Linked DNA regions of Sus scrofa: all the other regions are linked to region 3. The links are chromatin contacts, called in public Hi-C and HiChIP or PLAC-seq maps. All regions are on one chromosome and are shown on one strand. Each heading gives the region's core, a stretch centred on a gene start, on an enhancer-like site or on the middle of the called end of the contact. The rest is flanking DNA. Distances are from core to core; before and after follow the strand shown.

Region 1 (2,700 bases), core at 22-2,521, 1.2 Mb before region 3:
ATTTATAGCTTCAATATTTTACCAAAAACCAAGAATATAAACATATAACAATATGCCAATCTACCGCAAGACCCCCACTATAGCTACATATTATCTTTTGTCAAAAACCATACAGTATGATATTTACTGACATTCCAAACATCCTTTTTGATGACTAACACTTCTGTTCATAGGCAAGCTTTTGATTTACTCGTAATTTATTACATAAGTTTTCTTTTATGATGATCATAGTTGATGGGATGTAGAAACCCAAAGCAACAGAGATTCTGGAAGACAGGAGCTTACAGGGTATCTGCAGGACTCATTTCTGCGGTCAGTCCAGCTCCTCCCGGATCAGTTTTCTCTCCAAGTACCCCTGGGTCCTGCGATCAAATGTGTCAGAAAACTCACTCGATTCCAAATCCTAAAACAAAATTATATTATTTAAAACACATTTTTAAAAAGCAGACTGGTAATTTTGGAAGTCTCATTTTCATCTAAGCACCTACTATACTTTTTTAAGAACAGAAAATAGTGTCTCCAGTGCCATTCTAGTTTGACCACTATGTTTCAGCTCCTCTCCTATTTCCCTTCACCATGCCCTGTGGGAAGCTAACTTCTGTTAAATGAATGGGCAATAAGGGTCACACCCAGTTCTGTTTTAATACATCAACAACTCTCCATGTGCCGCAAAGTTTAAGTTGCATAGACAGGCTACTATGAAGCAGGGAAGTGACGCCGGTATTTCCTGCTTAAACACAGAACTGTTTTTAAAGAAATGGGCTTGTTTTGATAAGAGAAGGGCCCAGTGTTTAAAGCTGGTGTAAATAAACAGAAACACGTGGTCTGCGGAGAGACAACATCAAGTGTCAGCAGCTTAAGAAAAAGGGCCAGGCTTTTGCGGGAGGAGCGCAGCCACCGCGGAACGGTGGGAATTCCAAGCCTCAACAAGCCCTCACCACTGGACTATCGGAAACCAGAACGCGCCAACCTCCAAGGCTCCTCCCCAGCCTTCTCCGCCCATTCTTGCCACAGGGTCAATCCTCTCCGAGCCCGGGATACAAGAAACGACTCCTAAATTACCCCACACCGGGACTCTCCAAAGCCCCACCCTGGGGACCCGAAGTTGTGTTTTACCCGGGAAGAAGGAGGGAGATCCGCGAGAAAAAAGGTAACGGTACAGCCCGAGCTGGTCTCTCAGTATAGGTTTGGCCAAAGACCTGAATTAGGCGGGAGAGAAACAGCAGCTTTTTCTCGCGAGACTTCATTGATGACGTAGTACTTTAATTCTTCTCATTGGTTGAGGATGCTGTGAGGTCGCAGGGAAAGTAGCGGCGACGCCCCGCCCTCTTAGAAGAGCCAATCCTGAGTAGCCGAGGGGACGAACCCCGGAAGCGAAGTTCCCGGCGGCGATTTCCCCCTCCCGCAAGGTAGGTAGCTCTTTCTTATCCGGGGTCCGCTTCCAGCTTGCTTGGCGCCACCTAAGAATTCTTGGGCTCAAAGGGGCGGGTCACCTGTCGACCCCTGCGGAGCCCTGTAAATAGGGCCGCCGCATGGGTCCTAGGTAGAGCAGGAGCGGCTTCCTTGTCCTTAGCAGTTTGGAAGGCCGCAGACTCGACTTCCTGGCCAGTGAAGTGACCGGCGGGGACTGGTGGCCTTCTAGCCTCACTCCCACTCCCGAGATTGAGCATTCGGACTCTAGTTTGCAGGCCTTTCCCTGCGTCCTCTTACTGTCTCCCTGGATCCTTGGTTCAGCACATCTATGTTGCTTTGTGCAGACGGCAGTAAAACAGGGTGCAGTAAAAAATAATGTGAAACTTTTGAATTAGAAAATATGGACTTTCAGTTTCATTGAAAGTTGTTTAATCTATCTGAACCTCAGTGCCTTCACCTGTAAAATGGGGTTTACACACCCCCCACCCCTGTCACTGGGTTGTTTGTGAGGAGTTGATATAGTTTAGATCTCTATGGAATGTGATCTTTAGCAAAACATAGACTGTTTCTTCCTGGTGGGGTATCATCAAATAGGAGTCTTGATGGACTCTTTAAATCCTGAATCAGGAATATGCATCTCGGTTTAACTTTTTAAATCCGCTACAGAATCTTTATATGTAATTAATTTTATCTGGAACAGTAAATTCAAATTATAAGGAGCTTTTTTTTTTAAAGTACTGGATTTATTTTATTTTTTTAATGATTTTTATTTTTTCTTTATATTTGATTTACAGTGTTCTGTAGTTTTGGGGTTTTTTTTGGGGGGGGCAACACCTGTGGCATATGGAGGTTCCCAGGTCAAATTGGAACTGCAGCTGCCACCCTATGCACAACAACACCAGATCCAAACCATGTCTGCGACCTACACCACAGCTCACAGCAATGCAGGATCTTTAACCCACTGAGCAAGGCCAGGGATCAAACCTGAATCCTCTTGGATACTGGTAGGGTTCATTGCCACTAAGCCACAATGGGAACTCCGAGAGTTTTCATAAAAAGGAGGGGGGGGCCTTAAAATTTGTGCTATAATATTACTATAATTGATATAATTAACAAGTGAACTTAACATTATTTACTGGTATTTATTTAGTGTTTAATGAGTAGATGTATGATCTTTTATGTCGTAAGTTTCAGAGAATAATTTGAGAAAAAAGGAAAAAGTGAGATTATTAGAACATAAAGCCTTTCTGACAGGGTCTCTCTGTTGACTCTGAAACCTGGACAGTT
Region 2 (2,700 bases), core at 83-2,582, 1.1 Mb before region 3:
CAACCTGAGCCACAGCAGTGACCCAAGCCACAGAAGTGACAGTGCCAGATCTTTAACCTGCTGAGCCACCAGAAAACTCCTAGCCTTTTCTTTTTTAATTAAAAATAATGGAGTAGGCGTTCCCCTTGTGGCTCGGTGGGTTAAGAACACGACATAGTCTCAATCCCTGGCCTCGCTCAGTGGGTTAAGGATCCGGTGTAGGATGCAGATGCAGCTCTGATTCGACATCTAGACTGGGGACTTCCATATGTCACAGGTGTGGCCGTAAGAAAACGAAACCAAAAAACAAGAGTGGAGAATAACTGAAGCTCCTGTTTCAAAGGCAGTCTGCTTAATTAGCTTGAAAATGATTCTACAGAAAGAAAAACATTATAAAAGGTTTTCGTGTGTAGAAGTGCCACTAGATTGATGGGTAGCCCGAGCACCTAATGCTGTCCATTCAGCTCCCAAACTGCCCCTGTGGGCAGGCAGGCATTGCCACTTGAAAATATTTTTATAGAAGCTTTTACAATCTGTACATGGTTTTTAATGAAAAGGTTCCACACAATAAATCCAATGGGCAAACCTGGTTTACTTCTTCACAGTAAAACCCAAATGGCAAAGCATCAAAAACACATGACAAGCTGGCCCCATTCCTAGCAAATCTATTTCTTCCTAACATCGGTAACTTACACAGCACTGGGCTAGGGCACCAGGGATCTCCTCCTATGATCTAAAAATTCTCTCAAAACTGCCTCCTTTCCTTAGGTCAGCAGCCCACTCATGCCCTATTTAGACTTTGCTGACTAAAAGTTTAATTACATGAATGAAAATCCCAAAGTCAGAAATTCAAATTCAAGCCCTAGGCGAAAAAGAATTCCAGTCCCTGTAGAAGTAGATGCCTCCTTGCTTCATTAATAAAACTGAAGAGGCCAGTGTCATACTCCTTTATACCCTAAACTAGGGTGCTATAATATTTATTTATCTTAGTCATCATGTTATAGTCTAGAGTGTTTTGCGGAATCGTCCCCAGTGCAGATTTTCTGCTGTTTCTTAAGCGCTTAGTAAAATTAAGGTGATGTTCATTCATTCGTCTCACTGAATAGGCAGGAAGTTCCCTGAGGACAAAGCCTCAAGGGCCATATTTTTATGTTTGAGTTATGAGTTCGCCCAGCGCTGGTACAAAGAATTCTCTGAGCCAGCAGGCGGAAGGGTTCATTCAGAGGGGGGAGCAAAGGCAAAGAACTGTTGCATTGCTCAGAAAACATTCGAGTCTTCTCTAGCCTCTGCTGAGGAGGTGAGCAAAGCGAATGTTCTTATGACAGAAGGGTTTCCTGAACACGTGGTTTCACAAAATGCACCGTCTTTGTGGGTCGCACCGCGGGACAGGCGGGTCACGAGGTCAAGGTCATCTGGCCCGTTTCCGCGGTCTCGCCGGCTCCCGCCCTCCGGCAGGCGTCGCTGGCCCGTAGCTGGGCCGAGAGGAAGGAAGCGGATCTTCGGTCCTGCCCCGAGGCTCGCATCCCCGGGCCGTCTTCCTCCCACGCCCGCCTGCTCTCTCGCCGCAGCGGCTTTCGGAGGGTCTCGCGTCCCCTGCACGTGCCCACGGCTGACCCGGGCCCTCACTTTGGAAAGCGAGGGTTCGGGCCACCGCGATTGAGGGCCGGGACGCAGTTGGGAGGGAACTCGGGCGGGCGCGGCCCCGGGAGCCTGGCCGGGGAGGAGGTTGCGCGCAGAGAGGCCCGGGACCCCTGCGACGGGATCTGGAGTGGCGGGGCGGGGAGCGTCCGCGGCGAGGCGGAGGAGTCCGGGAACCCTGGAGGAACCGGAGAGAGGGCGGAGGTGCCGCCGGAAACGCCCGGGGCCTGGCAGGGCAGGTCAGGCCGGGGGCGCGGTGGAGGGGAGGGACCGGGCGGCGCCGGGCTGGGCCTCCGGGCCCACTCCCCTCGCCCTGGAGGTGCGCGGGGCGGGGAGTGGCGGGGAGGCAAATGGGACCCGTGGAGCTTTAGATCCCGGGACCGCCCTCTCCCGCTCCAGGGCCGGCGGCGAGTGGCAACGACGGCCAGAGCCGCAGCGGCAGTATGAGAGCCGGCGCCGAGGCTCCAAGCCTGCGGACGCGCGGCGGGCGGCGGCGGCCCTTTCCGCGCTGGCCATGGGTACGCGCTGGGGCCGACGGCGCAGCCGGCGTGGAGGCCAGGGGCTGCCTCTGGCCGCCTGGGCGCTGGCAGCCGTCGGCCTGGTGTGCACCGCCCTGACCGCCTACGTCTGCTGGAAGCAGCTGCCGCCGCTGCCCCGAGCCGCCTCTGCCCCGCCGCGGCCAGTGAGCGTGCTGCTGTGGTGGGAACCCTTCGGTGGCCGGCACATCTCTACCAGGCCGTCCCCCGACTGCCGTCTGCGCTTCAACATCAGCGGCTGCCGCCTGCTCACCGATCGCGCGGCCTACGGGGAGGCCCAGGCGGTGCTTTTCCACCACCGAGACCTGGTGAAGGGACCCCCAGACTGGCCCCCGCCCTGGGGCGTCCAGGTGCGCCCAGCGGAGGAACAGCAGGTGCTCGTGTTGGACGACGAGGAAGAACCGGTGGCAGCTGCGGCCGAAGCCCTGGCCGCCCGGGGTCCCAGGCCCCCCGGCCAGCGCTGGGTGTGGATGAACTTCGAGTCACCCTCCCACTCCCCAGGGCTGCGAAGCCTAGAGAGTAACCTCTTCAACTGGACGCTCTCCTA
Region 3 (2,700 bases), core at 83-2,582:
GGGCCTCCTGGAAGAGGGTAGGATTCTGTCCTCTCGGGGGCTTTCCCAGCTGATGCCCAGGTTCTAGGATAACCGGGTCTCTGGGTGAGGAGGCGAGGGCTCCAAATCCCAGGCGCCGGCGAAAAGAGAGGGGCTGCAATGCAACGGGCACCCAGATCGCTCGGGCTACCGCCGAGGAAACCCCGCCCGCCCGCCGCCCAGCGCCCACGGACCTTGCAGAGCTGCTGGCCCTGGGAGAGCTCCTCGAAGGGATAGCGCTGGGTGCACTTGGTGCAGGCGTACAGGGCCGAGGCCGCCATCCTGCTCCTCAGTCTCCTCCTCCACCGCCGCCCGCTCCGAGGCGGAGCCCTACGGGAAACTCGGGCGCCGCAGCCACCGCTGCCGCCACTGCCGCTTGGGCTGCGGGCTCCTCCTCCTCCCCCTCCCCCTGCCTCGCGCCCACCAGGCCCTCGCCGCGAGAGCCCAAGGCCCTGCGGCCGCCGCCGTCTCCCTCCGCCTCCACTTCCGCCCCAGCCCACCCAGTGACGCCGTCCCGGCCGCTCCCGCTTAGGCCCGAGAGCGGCGGAGGAAGACGAAGAGGATAGTTCGCTGCGGTTTAGCAGCGCGGCAGCGGATCCGCTTCCTCCTAGGCTTCCCTTTCTCACCCCTGATTGGCTGGGAAGGCTACAGCGTCACCAGGCCGCTCCGCCCAAGGCCTAACCCCCGCTACGCTGGGAGCTCCCACAAAGGGAGGAAGTCGCTGGCCAATAATAGCGCGACGCTTTCAGCGCGCGAAATCCACTTTAAACTTGCCCCGCCCAAAGGTCCCGGTGGCGACTATTTCTAGCAGCCAGTCCCAGGTTTGGTTGGGAGTTTCCCAATCCAATTGGGCAGTTGTTTGCTAAGGTTTACTCTCTGCCCCTATTCTTTTTTTTTCCTTGACTTCCATTGGACCAAATTTTTAAGCCCCTCCCAATTCTATTTTTAATTGGCCGAAAGGTGAGTACTTCACCTGGAGAGGCGTCCCCGAGTGAAACTCACGCTCTCTCTGGCCTTTAATCCAAGGGAAGACATGGAGTGTTTGAATTTCGCGTTCGCTTTTATTTCAGTCATTGTATTCGGTTGCCAATGAAACAACACAACCCCTCGCCCATCTATTTCCCTCGAGAAAGTCCGTTCCTATGCAAAACCCCGTCAGAAGGGCCTGGGAACCCTCGGCGCTACGCGCCCGCGCAGCCCTTGCGACGCGCTACCTTGTGACGTCACCGAGGGAAGGGGCGGATTCTCCTACCACCTGAAGACGTTCGCCTTTTTGATTGGCTGACCAGGGCGTCCGTTAGGACGTGTTGCCCTTTCCGTGTGCACTCCAGAGCGCGGGCGTCCAAGTGGGGGTGTGTGGCAGGGGTTTCCGGGCCGGGCACCAGCACCCCAGCCCCTTCCATCAGGGGTTTGGCTTAGGGTCGTCCCTGGCGGGCGGCTCTCGAAGCTTGAAGAACAGCGCGCGCACCCGGGCCGCTCCGGGACTGCAGAGGTCCGCTAGGCAGGCACGAAGATGGCGGCAGCGTCGGTCTCTGAGACTTCGGCTTCTCAATTCTCGGTAAGAAGCGGTGGACGTTCGAATAGGTCCCGTCTCGGTCTTGGCGCCCCTTTGCTCTTCCTCACCCTTCAGAGCGATGTCGGCTCAGCATCTTACCCGTTCTGGGGAACGGCGCGGGGCGCCTACATCTCCCCGGGCTACCTCGGCGCCCACCGCTTTTCTGCCTGGGCTGCACCGTTCATTGAAAGCGGCCGGCCGGCCGGCCGGCGGGTCTCTCCCCCCTGCCCCTTTCTGCTTACCGCCCAGGTGGCCGTTCATTGCTGGGACCCGCAGGGATGGTTACCCAACGCACCCCGTGCTGCGAAAGCTGGGCTCCTGGGTCACGTGGGTGTAACGGCCAGGCTTGAAAGCGCTCCGAGACCAGGTAGGCGCTCTAGTTGCCTTAATTGGCAGCTGTTGAATAATCCAGTCTCCAGTGCTTCTGCTGATTGCTTTGCCAGCAGTACTCCCTCCCTTTTGTTCTTCCTTCTGCATTCATCCCACCGCCTCCTTATTCCGATGACCTCTGTGTAAAGGTCGTTTTAGAGAGGCGACCGGAGGAGCTGATCTTAAATATTGTTTTGGCCTCCGCAAGAGCCACAAGCCTGTTACTAGTATTTTGTTGAATTGGGCTGGTACCCGCCGCTCTGGGAATAGATGGGAAGTGAATGTGAATGTGAAGAAGCTCAAGTTAGAGCCATTATCTCTTCATGCAGCAAATGCTGAGTGTCTGGCGTACTTTTAAAAGGCTCTAGGATTGCACAGATGAATACAGCAGAATCCCTCTGAAGGAGCAAACACTGAAGGAATCTACACGTAGTTAGATTAATACACAGTATTGTTTCATAAGTGCCACCATGCTGGAAAAACCGAGCCAAGGGTGATGAGCACTGCTTGGGGAGAGAAGAGAGAGAGCTAGTTGGGTGGTGAAGGATTCGCAAATGCTTGTCCCAGGAACAGAAAAGGAAGGAGAACAAAGCACCACAGGCATTTTGGAATATGTGCCAAGACAATAGGTGCTTCCAGAAACCTTGAAAAAAATTTGGAATGAGCAGAGAGGTAGTGTGGGTGTAGAGTCCCTTAGGAAGAATTGTAAAAATAGATTAAAATAAGAGAGGGATGGTGAGGGGAGAAGGCAGGAGAAT

The links. Hi-C and Micro-C count contacts between places; a contact is called where the count stands out from the background. HiChIP or PLAC-seq counts read pairs in DNA pulled down with a chosen protein or histone mark.
Region 1: an H3K27ac HiChIP or PLAC-seq map of alveolar macrophages shows a contact between it and region 3. The contact joins the promoter of ANKRD49 here to the promoter of CEP57 in region 3. A contact is called at or near these places in 2 of 5 promoter capture datasets (fetal liver and liver), 1 of 47 Hi-C or Micro-C datasets (heart right ventricle) and 2 of 2 datasets of contacts at active chromatin or transcription factors (alveolar macrophages and skeletal muscle).
Region 2: a contact with region 3 is called in a Hi-C map of skeletal muscle, with 7 times the contacts expected there. The contact joins the promoter of FUT4 here to the promoter of CEP57 in region 3. A contact is called at or near these places in 3 of 47 Hi-C or Micro-C datasets (heart right ventricle, liver and skeletal muscle).

What each region holds. Positions count from the first base shown.
Region 1 is chr9:26,633,345-26,636,044 of Sscrofa11.1, forward strand. It overlaps ANKRD49 (ankyrin repeat domain-containing protein 49), which reads left to right and starts at 1,272. Exons shown (of 3, transcript XM_003129790.4): 1 at 1,272-1,409. MRE11 (double-strand break repair protein MRE11) reads right to left here and starts at 1,252. Exons shown (of 21, transcript XM_003129788.5): 1 at 1,117-1,252; 2 at 286-403. The coding sequence starts at 305.
Region 2 is chr9:26,678,208-26,680,907 of Sscrofa11.1, forward strand. It overlaps FUT4 (alpha-(1,3)-fucosyltransferase 4), which reads left to right and starts at 1,333. Exons shown (of 2, transcript XM_013979290.2): 1 at 1,333-1,887; 2 at 1,889-2,700. The coding sequence starts at 1,333. It also overlaps a transcript of PIWIL4 not described here.
Region 3 is chr9:27,811,612-27,814,311 of Sscrofa11.1, forward strand. CEP57 (centrosomal protein of 57 kDa) reads left to right here and starts at 1,333. Exons shown (of 12, transcript XM_021062690.1): 1 at 1,333-1,576. It overlaps FAM76B (protein FAM76B), which reads right to left and starts at 1,807. Exons shown (of 11, transcript XR_001298742.2): 1 at 213-1,807.